2 separate regions of the Mus musculus genome follow, and region 1 is linked to region 2. The links are chromatin contacts, called in public promoter capture Hi-C maps. All regions are on one chromosome and are shown on one strand. The core of a region is the stretch at or near the end of the contact, and the rest is flanking DNA. Distances in the headings are between cores, read along the strand shown.

Evidence for each region. Promoter capture Hi-C pulls out the DNA fragments that hold promoters and counts their contacts.
Region 1: a contact with region 2 is called in a promoter capture Hi-C map of hippocampal neurons, with 2.0 times the contacts expected there. The contact joins the enhancer-like site here to the promoter of Zfp90 in region 2. A contact is called at or near these places in 4 of 39 promoter capture datasets (the 3T3-L1 cell line, embryonic stem cells, hippocampal neurons and 1 more), 6 of 115 datasets of contacts at active chromatin or transcription factors (the SCID.adh cell line, bone marrow-derived macrophages, embryonic stem cells and 1 more) and 1 of 9 other capture datasets (embryonic stem cells).

The regions. Positions count from the first base shown.
Region 1 is chr8:106,834,869-106,840,796 of GRCm38.p6, reverse strand. All of the region lies in intron 17 of Tango6 (transport and golgi organization 6), which reads right to left. The region is part of intron 1 of Gm34197 (a long non-coding RNA gene); the gene reads left to right. Among named protein-coding and RNA genes, the nearest start is that of Gm34197, 9.1 kb to the left of the region's middle. Within about 2 kb of position 1,631, at least 53 of the 459 cell types and tissues checked have an H3K27ac peak or open chromatin away from gene starts, as enhancers often do. A contact at or near this core is called in the SCID.adh cell line and hippocampal neurons, where this site is marked.
Region 2 is chr8:106,411,955-106,417,891 of GRCm38.p6, reverse strand. It overlaps Zfp90 (zinc finger protein 90), which reads right to left and starts at 2,565. Exons shown (of 4, transcript NM_011764.4): 1 at 2,122-2,565. The coding sequence starts at 2,154.

The sequences.
Region 1 (5,928 bases), core at 382-2,881, 420 kb before region 2:
GACAGCCAAGACTACACAGAAAACCCCTGACTCAAAAAAACCAAACAAGGTAAAACAAAAAGGCAGATAGGAAATTTGAAGGACCACAACTATTTATAACTCATAAAGAACAATTCTGTCTAAATCATCACTAAAATGTGTAAGTAAAAAGAACAACAAGGAACAAGAGGAACAATGAGGTTTCAGGTGGGAGAGAGCTTTCCATTTCACCTAATATGTTCAATTTCTACTCGTGTGTAACAGACAGACACAGAATTTCTGTAGTATAAAACAGCTACAGCGAGTTGTGCACCTTAGGAAACCTTCAGTGCAGTGTAGGGGCCAGTGTGGGTCAGGTGGTAGTGGCATGTGTGTCACACTGAAACATCTGATGGTGCTACTGTGCAGCGCTGAGGGCACTGGGGGAATTCTGCGAGGCCAGCAAACAGGCCTGGGCTCCAAGCCTACAAGGCAGGCAGCCTCTCCACCATAATGAGAAAGGGGGTAGTTGGGGGAGCCAAATGGAGGCGGCTGCTGGCCCAGCTACTTTACTGATAAAATCTAAAGCTTCGCTTTGAGAGGTCTAGGAAAAAGAAATTAGGGCTGACTCCAACCAACAGCAAGGCCAGGCTTTTGAGACACTGCATCGCGAGTGCAGGGAAGTCAGCAGAGGGGCAGGAGTCCTGCCACCTAAGGGATTCTATCCACGCCTGGTGGCTAGAGAACACAGGCTCACTAAAGCCCAAGCTGCTGTTATTATTAACTGAAGGTTACTGAGCCTTTCAGAGAGCATTTATTTTCAAAATATTTCTATTAGACTAGAGACAAGCGTCACCCTGACCCCTCCTGGATTGTGCCTAGCTGTACAATGGGGAAAGAATCCCAAGTGTGAACTGTCGATGGGGTGGAAGAGGAGGGGAGTATTGCGCATGACTTTCCCTGGAGAACAAGGGAGAAGCTAACTGGTTAAAAATCCTTCCAGGGATATAGGTAGGTGAGGCAGTGCAGGGACAGAGATCAAAGTGGCTGCTGGCTGTAAGCTCCTGGTAGAGATGACGGCTCAGGGTCCTAAACAAAAGACAGAGAGCAGAAGTCCCCAGGTCTAATGTGTGTGCTTCCAGGCTAGCTTTTGCTGAGGCACTCCACCCAAGGTTTCAGCGGCCACAGGGCTTGCAGCCTTCTGTGGCAGGAGCAGGAGCCACAGCCGCCACTGCAGTAGGAATAGTGCAGCCTCTTTCAGAATGTCTTTAAATAGCAACCCGAGGAAGACAGCAGCTTCCCTGCACCTCCACAGGCACCGAAATAGAACAAAGACAGCAGGGAGAATGGCCAGAGCTTGTGCAAAGGTGGCTGCAGCTGCTGCTGCGAGACTGGCAGCATCTCAGAGATCCATGACAAATTCACCCTTCAAAGGGCACTAGCTGCCACACCTGGAGACAGGCTTTATTGCTTCCAATCCCCGGATCTCTATGCAGACACCTGCCAAGGGTGGAGGTCCTGTTTCCTTCCTTCCCTGAAAGCATTCTGCCAGACAGCCAAGGGGCAGGAAACAGATCCCTGTTGCCATTTATTGGTGGTTCTACACTGGTCACGGGGCTGAGCCCTTTCCACCGGTTTTACCACTGAATCCTGTGACACAGGGATTATCGATCACAGTTTACATAACTGGGACTGGGGTTTAGAGGTTTATTATTCAAACAGGTAACTGCCAAGTTTGACGACTCTACAAACCTTGCCTTTAAAGGTGCCCGTTACTAGGAAATCTGTTCTGCAGGAAGGACTTGTCCCTCTCCTGCACTGCCGACCTTACTTATTTGGATGGCGCCTGGCTAGTAGGGCATAGGGGGAGCTGACTGGCTAGTGTCTGATTCCAGGAAGTGCCAGTTTGCTTTGGGACACCCCGAATCATTATAATCTTAGCTTGCTCAAACAGCCTGGGTGTCCCTGGAGTTAGCCAGGTCTTTGCAGGTAGAGAAAGTGCTGGTTGCAGACCCTAGATCATCTGCTTAGTGGAACTCAGTGCTGCAATGACCCAGGAAGAAAAGGCTGTAGAGCTTGACCAAAGGCTGGAGAGAACCAGACGTGTGGACATACGGATGAGGCTAGGGTCTGTATTGTTTGCTAATGCACATGGGAGTGTGAAACATGCTAGAGATTATAACCCCGGCCCTCACCACAGAGGGTGGACACATTGCCCCCAAGGGATACTGTCTAAGTAGTTAGTGACCCCCCCCTCTCCACACACACTTAATCTACTGATGCAAATGAAAAGCCTCAGTATTATTTAGTGGTATAGGGGGACATACTTTGTGCATGATAGGCAAGCCACAGCCGTTGCCTCTATGAAACATTTTATTTTGCATGTGTGCCTGTTTTGTCTGCATGGATGTCTGTGTATCACATACATGACTGGTGCTGGTGGAGGTCAGAAGAGAGTGTCAGACTTCCTGGAACTGGATCTACTGATGGCTGCCAGCTGCCAATTGAGCGCTGGGAACTGAACCCAGGTCCTCTGGAAGAACAACAAGTGCTCTTTGCTGAACCATCTCTCCAACTGCTCCCTGAACCCCCATGAAAAACTTTTTGTTTGTTTGTTTTTTGTTTTTCGAGACAGGGTTTCTCTGTGTAGCCCTGGCTGTCCTGGAACTCACTATGTAGATCAGGCTGGCCTCGAACGCAGAAATCCGCCTGTCTCTGCCTCCCAAGTGCTGGGATTAAAGGCGCCACCACTGCCTGGATGAAAAACTTTTAAAATGTCTGGAACTTGCCAGATTCCTAAGAATCAGATTCTTAAAGTTTGGGACTTATGACTTTAAAAATTTTAACACTTCTTATACTTTGTAGGTGATTCTGACGACTTAACAATGATGTATCAACAAGAAACTCAACGTGTGTGTGTGTGTGTGTGTGTGTGTGTGTGTGTGTGAGAGAGAGAGAGAGAGAGAGAGAGAGAGAGAGAGAGAGAGAGAGAGAGAGAGAGAGAGAGAGAGAAAGTCAGAGGTCACTTTTGGAGACCTTCCTCTAGCATACAGTTTGTTGAGGCAGGGTCTCCCACTGACCACTCATTTCTGCAAACCTGGCTGCTCTTGTGACCTGCTTGTCTCTGCCACTGGCTCTTCTGTGGGTGCTGGGGGTGTGAATTCAGATGCCCATGATCTTGGAGCAAGCACTCACCCCCCAAGCAACCTCCCAGCCCCCCAGAATCAGTAATCTAATACAAATAAGGATGAGGCAGCACAGGATAGCTGAAAAACAAAACAATAAAAGACCTAAAAAAGCTGACAGGAGCCTTAGTAGGGATCTACCATTACTTCAATGTCAATGTGTTAAGAGGCTGCCCAAGATGCAGCTAAGTGCCAATGACAAGGCAAAGAGACTTGGACTATATTTCTTGGAATTTTCTTAATTATGAACAAAGAAGTTTTCCCAGAACAGAGAATAGCTCTTACATGTACATTTGTACTGTGTCTCCCAGGCAAGTGAGATGGCTATGCCGTCTCTACAACCTGAGTTGGGTCCCCTAGAACCTACATAAAAGCTGGACTTGGGAGCACGCATTACATTCTCAGCACAGGGAGAGCCTTCCCCAGAACTCCCCACCCCACCAGCTAGCCTACAGTGTGAAGCTCAGTTGAGACAAAAAGAAAAACCTGCCTCAACAAGGTGGCAGGCTTCCGTTTCCTCATTCCAGTGACACAATACCCGCTAACTCAGGAGAACTGGAGACCAGAAGAAAGCCCAGTGGTGAAGCAAAGGGGTCCTGGGAAGCCATCTGTGTCTGAACACATCTCTAACAGTTCACATGTTTCTCCAGTACAGCCTCAGGCTTGGTCAGGTAAACCCTTCAGGAAGAGCAGAGCTGGCCCCTTACTTCTACCTCTGCTGGCTTCGTGACCTGAACATGGAGACATAAGCGTGCTGTGCCCCAGCGTCCCATCTGTGGATAGGTTGGGAGCCTACTTGTCACAGAGTTGCTATGAGGATTTAGGACCTAAAGAGTTTTGAGGTATAATTAGTCATTAGTGAGTGTTAGCAATGTTCAGTGCAGACGCTTGGAGGGTGTGGGCTTCCCCAGGAACCACTGCCTGAGCACACAAACCACAGGGCAATGAACAGTGAGCGACAAGAGGACTTACAGCGTTTATTTACTTTGTGTGGAGGAGACTCAGACCACAGTGCCTGTGGTGAGGTCAGAGAACAACGACCAACAAGGACCTGGTCCTCTCCTTCAGACATTGGTCTGGTGGATCAAATGCAGGCTGTCAGTCTTGCAGCAAATGTTTTGTCCACTGAGCCACCTATCTCCCCAGCCCTCAAACTAAGTAGCTGGAGATGACCTTCAACTCCTGCTCTTTAAAAACTGTTACTTACTTAAAGATTTTATTTCAGCTGGGTGGTGGTGGCACATGCCTTTAATCCCAGCACTTGGGAGGCAGAGGCAGGCGGATTTCTAAGTTCGAGGCCAGCCTGGTCTACAAAGTGAGTTCCAGGACAGTCAAGGCTACACAGAGAAACCCTGTCTCGAAAAACCAAATCCTCCCCTCCCCCCCCCCCCAAAAAAGATTTTATTTGTAGTATGTGTATGACTATCTCACCAATAAATGCACTGAGTAAACGTACTGTGCTATGTGTGTATGCCATTATGTATGTATGTATGACCTTAGAGGTCAGGAGAGGTTGGATCTCATAGGCCTGGAGTAACAGACAGCTGTGAGCCTCCATGTGGGTGCTGGGAACTGAACCTAGATCCTCTGTAAGAGCAGACAGTGTTCTTAACCACTGTGCCGTCTCCAGCCCCTCATCAGCCCCTTCTCTCTTTTTCTCTCTTTCCATATAGGGTTTCTCTGTGTAGCCTCAGTTTTTATGGAACTCCCTCTGTAGACCAGGATGGCCTCTAAACTCACCGAGATCCACCTGACTGTATCCTGAGTGCCACAGCCTGGCTAGCCTCCTCATTTCTCATTCTTGTCTTAATTTTTGTTGAAAATGAACCTTAATTTCTATTAGGCTACCTTTTGTGAATGATGCATACCAGAGTTTACTGGGTTGTCTTGAGCCTATAACAGATGATTAACTTCATAAAATTTTTTCACATTCATTTTCATTCTGTAGAGCTTAACCTGTAACATCATATACCTCCTTATCAACTGGCACTACTGGGAAGTCTAATTCACTCGTGTTTGGAAGCAACCAACATCGTGAGTTAATTTCCCACTGACAATCACCAGGGCCAGAGTCATCACTTTTGTCCTTATGCACAATTGGGGAAATCGGCACCAGAACACTCACAGAAGATGTAGGTGCAGCCAGTCCCTGGGCTGCCTCCCACCCCCACTTCCTACGTTTGTCCCACCTTGCCCAGTCTACCCAGTATCAAACTGGTGTCATCTCACACCACCCCAAGACAAGTGTACTCAGGATTTCTTCTTTTCAGAGGAAGGGATACAGAGGAATGTTTGCCACCCAGACACCTGTCACAGCAGTGTAATTACTTTCGGAGGGAGAAAAGTCCCAAGACTCTCCCTAGCCTGGCAACCTGGAAGGGGTTTGGTCTCCTGTGCTTTCTCTCTGCTCCCTGATATTTCTCATCTTCTCTGTGATGGGAACTTGCTAAATGCAAAATCTAGGGCTGGGTTTTTGGCAAGAGATGGAGGGACATGAGGAAGGACAAAGGCAACCTGCCTGTTTCCTGTCTGTGTTCTCTGAAGACTTGTTGACAGGTCCTGGAGGGCTCCTGGGCCCAACGCCAGCCCAAACACCCTCCAACAGCTCCTCTGTCCTTCTCCTGGGTAGACAGGAACTGTGGTGGGAGAGGTGACCTGGTCTGGATTCCTTTTGGATATTATGGATTCACAGATCTCAAACAGCCTTTATCTGGTCATGATCTGTAGAATAAATATCCAGGACACTACCTTTCTGGGTCTTTCAGATGACAGGGACACAGAAGAC
Region 2 (5,937 bases), core at 1,316-3,815:
ACATCTGGTGTCTGTGGCACTGGGAGGGAAGCCAGGGCTTGGCTCATGCTAGGTAAGCATTGTATCAGCTGAGGCCATCTCTAGCTCTACAATTTGATTTTTTTTTTCCCATTAGACAGAAGCACAGGGCATAGGATAGGAAGCAAAGTTTAAAGAGAAGGTGATTCAGTTGCCTGGAAAGAATAGCAGGAGGTAGAGGTCTAAAATAATCTAGAACATCATCATCATCATCATCACCACCATCACCATCATCATCACCTGTGTGGGTCTTTGCAAACAACACAACCAGGCAGCAACTTGCTGATCCACAAAAGGCAGAAGGCGGCAGTTCGGTTCCTGTCACATGGACTCCTTGCCTTATTAACTTGTCTCTCTTTTGCATCCTTTTGCTTTGCACATCCTCACCACAGTGCATGGCCTTCCCTCAGCTCTACAGAAAATACTCCTAGCCACTGTTCTAGACCTCGATCAATGTTCTTTCCCAAGGGTGACTTCTCTAGTTCTCCCCAGGCTGTGTGCAGTTCATGAAGGGATGTAAACCCAGGGTTCCCTGCACTCTAGGCAGCGACTCTACTGACTGCCCTACATTTTTGGACCCTATAAACTGACCTTAAAAGACACTGTTAGTATTTTTAACTAGATTGAACTTGATTATATGATATACATAGCAACTGACTGTGCTACATTTTTGGACTCTATAAACTGACCTTAAAAGATACTGTTAGTATTTTTATCTAGATTGAACTTGATTATATGATACCTGTAGCAACTACAACTTGTAGCTTACTGTTAAAAGTATTTTGTTATATTATGGGTCTCTCTGTGGGTATTGTGCAAACCCTTTTTCCCCTCACGAAAATAGCCTTATAAAGGCCCATATTATATTCCCCAAGCCTTCCCCTTTGCAACAATTAGCCAATCGTGTCAGATTATAGGATCAAGCTTCAATTAACGGGATGAGTTTCAGTCACCACCTCTGTGAGGGAGAAAAGACGGAAGTCACCCTGGCAAACTGTGGTTTTTAGCTCAGTTTTGGTTCAGTTGGACCATTTTTACAAGAGTTCAGAGCCCTGCTAGGCTTCTTTCAACTCTGTGCGATCCTTTCTTCCTCAATGCCTTGAGCTGAGATTTTTTTCCCCCGTTTCTAACAATTTTGTTCCTGTGAGAGCAGGTATCCAAGAAGCCAGAGCCATCAGGTCCCCTTTAACCTGTATTACAAGGTGGATGTGTACTTCCTGCCGTGAGTACTAGGAACGAAACTAATTCTGCAAGAGCAGCGTGTAAAAGCTTACAGTGTGTGCTCTTAACTGGAGCGCCATCTCTCCAGCCCATCCTTATCATTTTCCAGGAGGTGCTGGGAATTGAACCTAGGACCTCACACATACTAGGCAAGTGATCTACCACTGAGCTATAGTCCTAGTTCTTACCTTCAACTCCAAAGAGAGTTCAGATTATGTTCTCATCAAAGTAAAACGGACAGCCTCAGAGCTTATGTCCAGAAAATGCCCCTTTTGCTACAACTAAAAAGTGGGTTGATAAATCTGTCTCTTACTAATTAACCTGAAGCCGGGGCTATGGAGGGTGCGCACTATTATACATTTGTTAATGGGGAAAGAAAGAAAGGAAAATAAAACGAGTGGGGCGGGGGGGGGGGCAAGAAAAGCTGGAGCTTGTCTGACCAGGTTTGGCTGTAATGGTGGTCTCCGACTCAGCGCCCAACCTTCACCGGCCTCTTATTCTAATAGGTCTCTTCTGCCCCCCTACTATCTCTTTATGGCCTTTGGATGGGAAGCAGGGGGCTTTTCTATTTTGTCCCTCTATCCTCCATTCCTCACTGAAGAGTTCTAAGAAGTGCACACTGCAATAAAGTCTCAGTGCTGACACCCCCAGAACACTTCCTCTCACAAGATCGCACTTCCCTAGTCTCCTCTTTAACTCCATCCTTTCAGAAATCCTGCTCTGCCCAGGGCTGGGCACTTTGGGAGGGGTTTTCTCCAGAGGAGGAGACTCAAAGCGATCCAAACTAAGACTCTCTATACCTATACCAATAACTGTTCCATACAGACTCCGGGGGCCTCTCAGGGTGGGATGCTCCGGGCGGTGGGGGAAGGCTCGGCTCACCTGGGGCTTGGCCGTCGGAGGTCTCGGGGCCATTCCTGCCTCAGTGTGTGCTGGCTATGGTCCAGGGCTGAGGAGAGAGGACAGGATCCACTCACCGGGCTACCCCGAGGCCCCACCCCTTCAGCTCTGCAGCCACTTCGGCCGAAACGTGGGGAGGAGCCCCGCCTTCTCCTGCTGCTCTTCCCAAGGCCAAATGAAAGGCCCCACAGCTTCGGGACAGTTCCTCCGGCCACGCCCAGTCCGTCCGCAGGATGGTCGGCGAGGCCCGGAGGACAGCCTCCTACCCACTGCACTCGGAATCTGCCTCCGGGGCTTCGGAATCCGCGACCTCAGGTCCGCCCCTCTAGCGCCCGCTGCAGTTTCTTGTTCCCGGCAGTACTGCTCTGCAACAACAGGGTCGGACAATGGCCACAGCGGCGGGCGCAGAGCCACGAGTGCGACTGCGCACAATGATCCTCGCGCCTGCCCATCCACGGGTGCAGAAACTACGATTCCCAGCTATCCTCGCGTGCCCGCCCTGCAGAGGTCCTGCCTCCTAGTGGGGGGCTGCAGTAAGAGCACAAGAAGGCGGGCAGGTTAGGTTCAAAGTTTTTCTTTGGTATGTGTGTTTTCTGGAGCTGCTGGAAAGGTTCAAAGTTTTTGTCGTGTGTGTGTGTGTGTGTGTGTGTGTGTGTGTGTGTGTGTGTGTGTGTGTGTTGGAGCTTCTAGAAATTCTCACCGCTCCTTCTTTTCTTTTCTCCTTCTCCTCCACCTCCCATCCCGTTCCCTTTCCCTCCCCCCTCCCTCTTTCTCCCTCTGTGTAGCTCAGGATGTCCAGAAACTCACTCTGTAGACTCAATTCTCAATTCTCTTAGCACACAAGTGGCTAAGGATCGGGAGTTCAAGGTTATCCTAAACTGTGGTTCAAGACCAGCCTGGGCTACAAGAGACCTGGTCTTACAAGCCAAAATAAATAAACAATGCATGCACGAATGACTAAAGTGTATAATTCAATAGACTTTAGTACATAAAAAGAGTTGCACAACCATCGTTGTAGTCTCCTCTTTGAACATTTTAATTAGCCACAAAAGAAAAAAAATCATGTACATTAATAACCGTCCCCTCGTCCTAACCCACCTCCTCTCGATCCCGGGCAACCACTGACCTGTGCTGTCTTTGTGACAAATCTGTCTCTTCTGGGTATCTCATAAGATCAGGCAATATGAAGTTTTATGATTGGCTTCTTTCAGTTATTACAGTGGTTCTGAGTTCATTCACATCACAGGAGTCTCTATCCCATTCTTTTTTAATGCTGAATGAAAGATCTGATTGCCCGAGTGTACCACATTCATTCATCAGTTGGTAGCGTCTGCGTTGTTCACACTGTGAGATTTTATGCTTTTATCTTCAAAGCAACATTACAGAGGATATGTGTGTACACACGTTTATGGGGGTGCAGTTTCATTGATCTGGGGTAGATACAGAGAAGTTGAATTATAGAGATTTGGTAGCACCATGTTTAGCATTTGAAGGAACTGTGAATGTTTTCTAAAGAGGCTGTATCACTTCCATCTTTTTTTTTTTTAAACTAACAGCATATAGATTTCAACATTCCTACCCACACCTGTTACTATTTGTCTTTTTATCACAGTGTTCTGTGGATTTTTGCTGGGATGCGGGGGCGGAGAAAGTATAAATAACAACAAACCCCTTGGAAACTCTGCAAATACTTTCCACACTAGACAACAGTAGCAGACAGATACGCACAAAACAGAAGTTTAAGAGACCCTAGAAGGATTCCTAAGGCAGAACTTTCAGTAAGAAGCACAAAACACAGGCTAGGGTAAGGCTCGGCACCAGGCACTACAGCTCGTTCCCCAGCGCTGGCAGCCACACAGCTCACAGATGGGGGCCAGAGTATCTCCTAGGGACCCCAACACAAACAAACGTATGTATGTATGTATGTATGTATGTATGTATGTATGTATGTATGTAAAACGTATTTGCCCATACCTTTTATTCTTGCAGGGGGAGTGGTGGTGGGTGCAGAGACAGAACGATCTCTGTGACTGTGTCAGTGTGTGTGTGTGTCTGTGTGTGTTGGGGAGAGGGAAGTTGGACAACACTTGGGAGCTGGTTGTCTTTTTCCACCTTTCGACGTTTGAATTCAAGCCTTCAGGTTTTCTCTGCAAGTGCATTTACCCGTCCAGCCGTCTCTCTGGCCCTATGACGTTATTTGTACGCATTGTCTACAAGATTGGGGGGTGGGGGGCTTCAGTTTGTTCAAAGACCATTGTTTATAAAGCCTGAAGTTGCCATTGGAGAGGGACCAACTAGACCCTTCAGTAGGCAAGGAGCCGCATTCACAGCAGTAAGGCATGCAATGGAAAACCCAAGCTCAGAAGAATTTATTGACTCTCTAAATTGTCCCGCACAAGGGCTGGGGCTTGCCAGAGGTCGAGGTGTAATTAGTTCCGGTTTGCGGTTGGCTGTTCAGGTGGTTGTTTCGTGCAGGCAGTGAGAGCAGGGATAAGCTTGTGAGTAGCGACTCCCTGGATCAACAGGCACAGCGCATGATGCTCTTTTCTCATGGTCCAGGAGTGGACCTGCAAAGCCGGGACCCTTAGGATGCTCTTAGCCACGGGGTCCTCCAAGGGTAAGTGTGGCTCTCTGCCCTGGTCCCTGGGTAGCGGTTATTGTTTGGTGCCAAACACAAGAATTAAGAAGCTGATCAAGGAGTGTTTGTGTCCTCAGCAAGTTCAGAACTGTACATTCACAGAACTACCAGACGTCTAGCCTCTTAGAGCTGTCTCTCTGACAACGGCCTCCACATATGCTTCAGATTCCTGGGTTTTGAGATGGAAAAGACAGAACGTGCTGGGACACGGAGGAAGAGCCCCAGGTATCCGAGTAGTGCCCTCCCCCACTCCCACCTGGTGCCCTGGTGGGCAAGAGGCCACCCTTTTTTGCCTAAGAGGTGGATACTGGACTCAGTGTGACCTTGTTCAAGCTTGGGGGAGCCAAAGAAACCGGTTAATAACGCCAGATGCCTTACTCCGCACCCGCTGTAGGATAACAGGCAGGACCATTTGGCCCTCTCTTGCACACTGGATCAGCAGTGGGCTCAGCCTTCCAGCTGAGATAGCCTTTGTAACACAGGAGCATCCAACAAAATTAGTGAGAGGCGATGGATGGGCCCTTATTGAAAGTACCTGGGCTCAGTTACGAAAACCTGTGAACAGGGAACCTCAGTTCCTGACTGTTTTCCTGCCCTCACCAAGACACCAAATCAAGAGAATACTTCCTGAACGCTGCTTTGGGTCAGCATAACTTTAGCTTTCGTCGTCTGAGGCTGAATTGAGTTCACTCTAGGTTGCTGGGGTGCAAGGAAGCAAGTCCTCCCCACTCTTTCACTTCCTCCCCGTGGTTCAAACTAGCTTGAACTCATAATAACTCAGGCTGTGCTCAGGCGATACTGCTGCTTCAGCTTTGAGAGTGCCGGGATTACAGGAGCCACCACACCTTGCTCCAGTAAAACCAAACACCTCCTGTGCCTGGACCCTAAGGCGTTCTTCAGACCGCTGGCATCGATCGCCATCTGCTGGTCACTGTGGCACATTACTGTTCTAAAAATCTAACATACCGGGTACTTTGGCAAATTTATTCCTGCCAGAACCAGGCCTTGCGTTTTACATACATTATCTTAACTTGAATTTAAGAACCAATAGAATTGATTGGGGTTATAGTTCAGTGGTAGAACCCTCGCCGCACATGCATTATATCCTAGGTTCCATCCCTGTTTGTTTTTTTTGGGTGTGTGTGTGTGTGGATAAGATA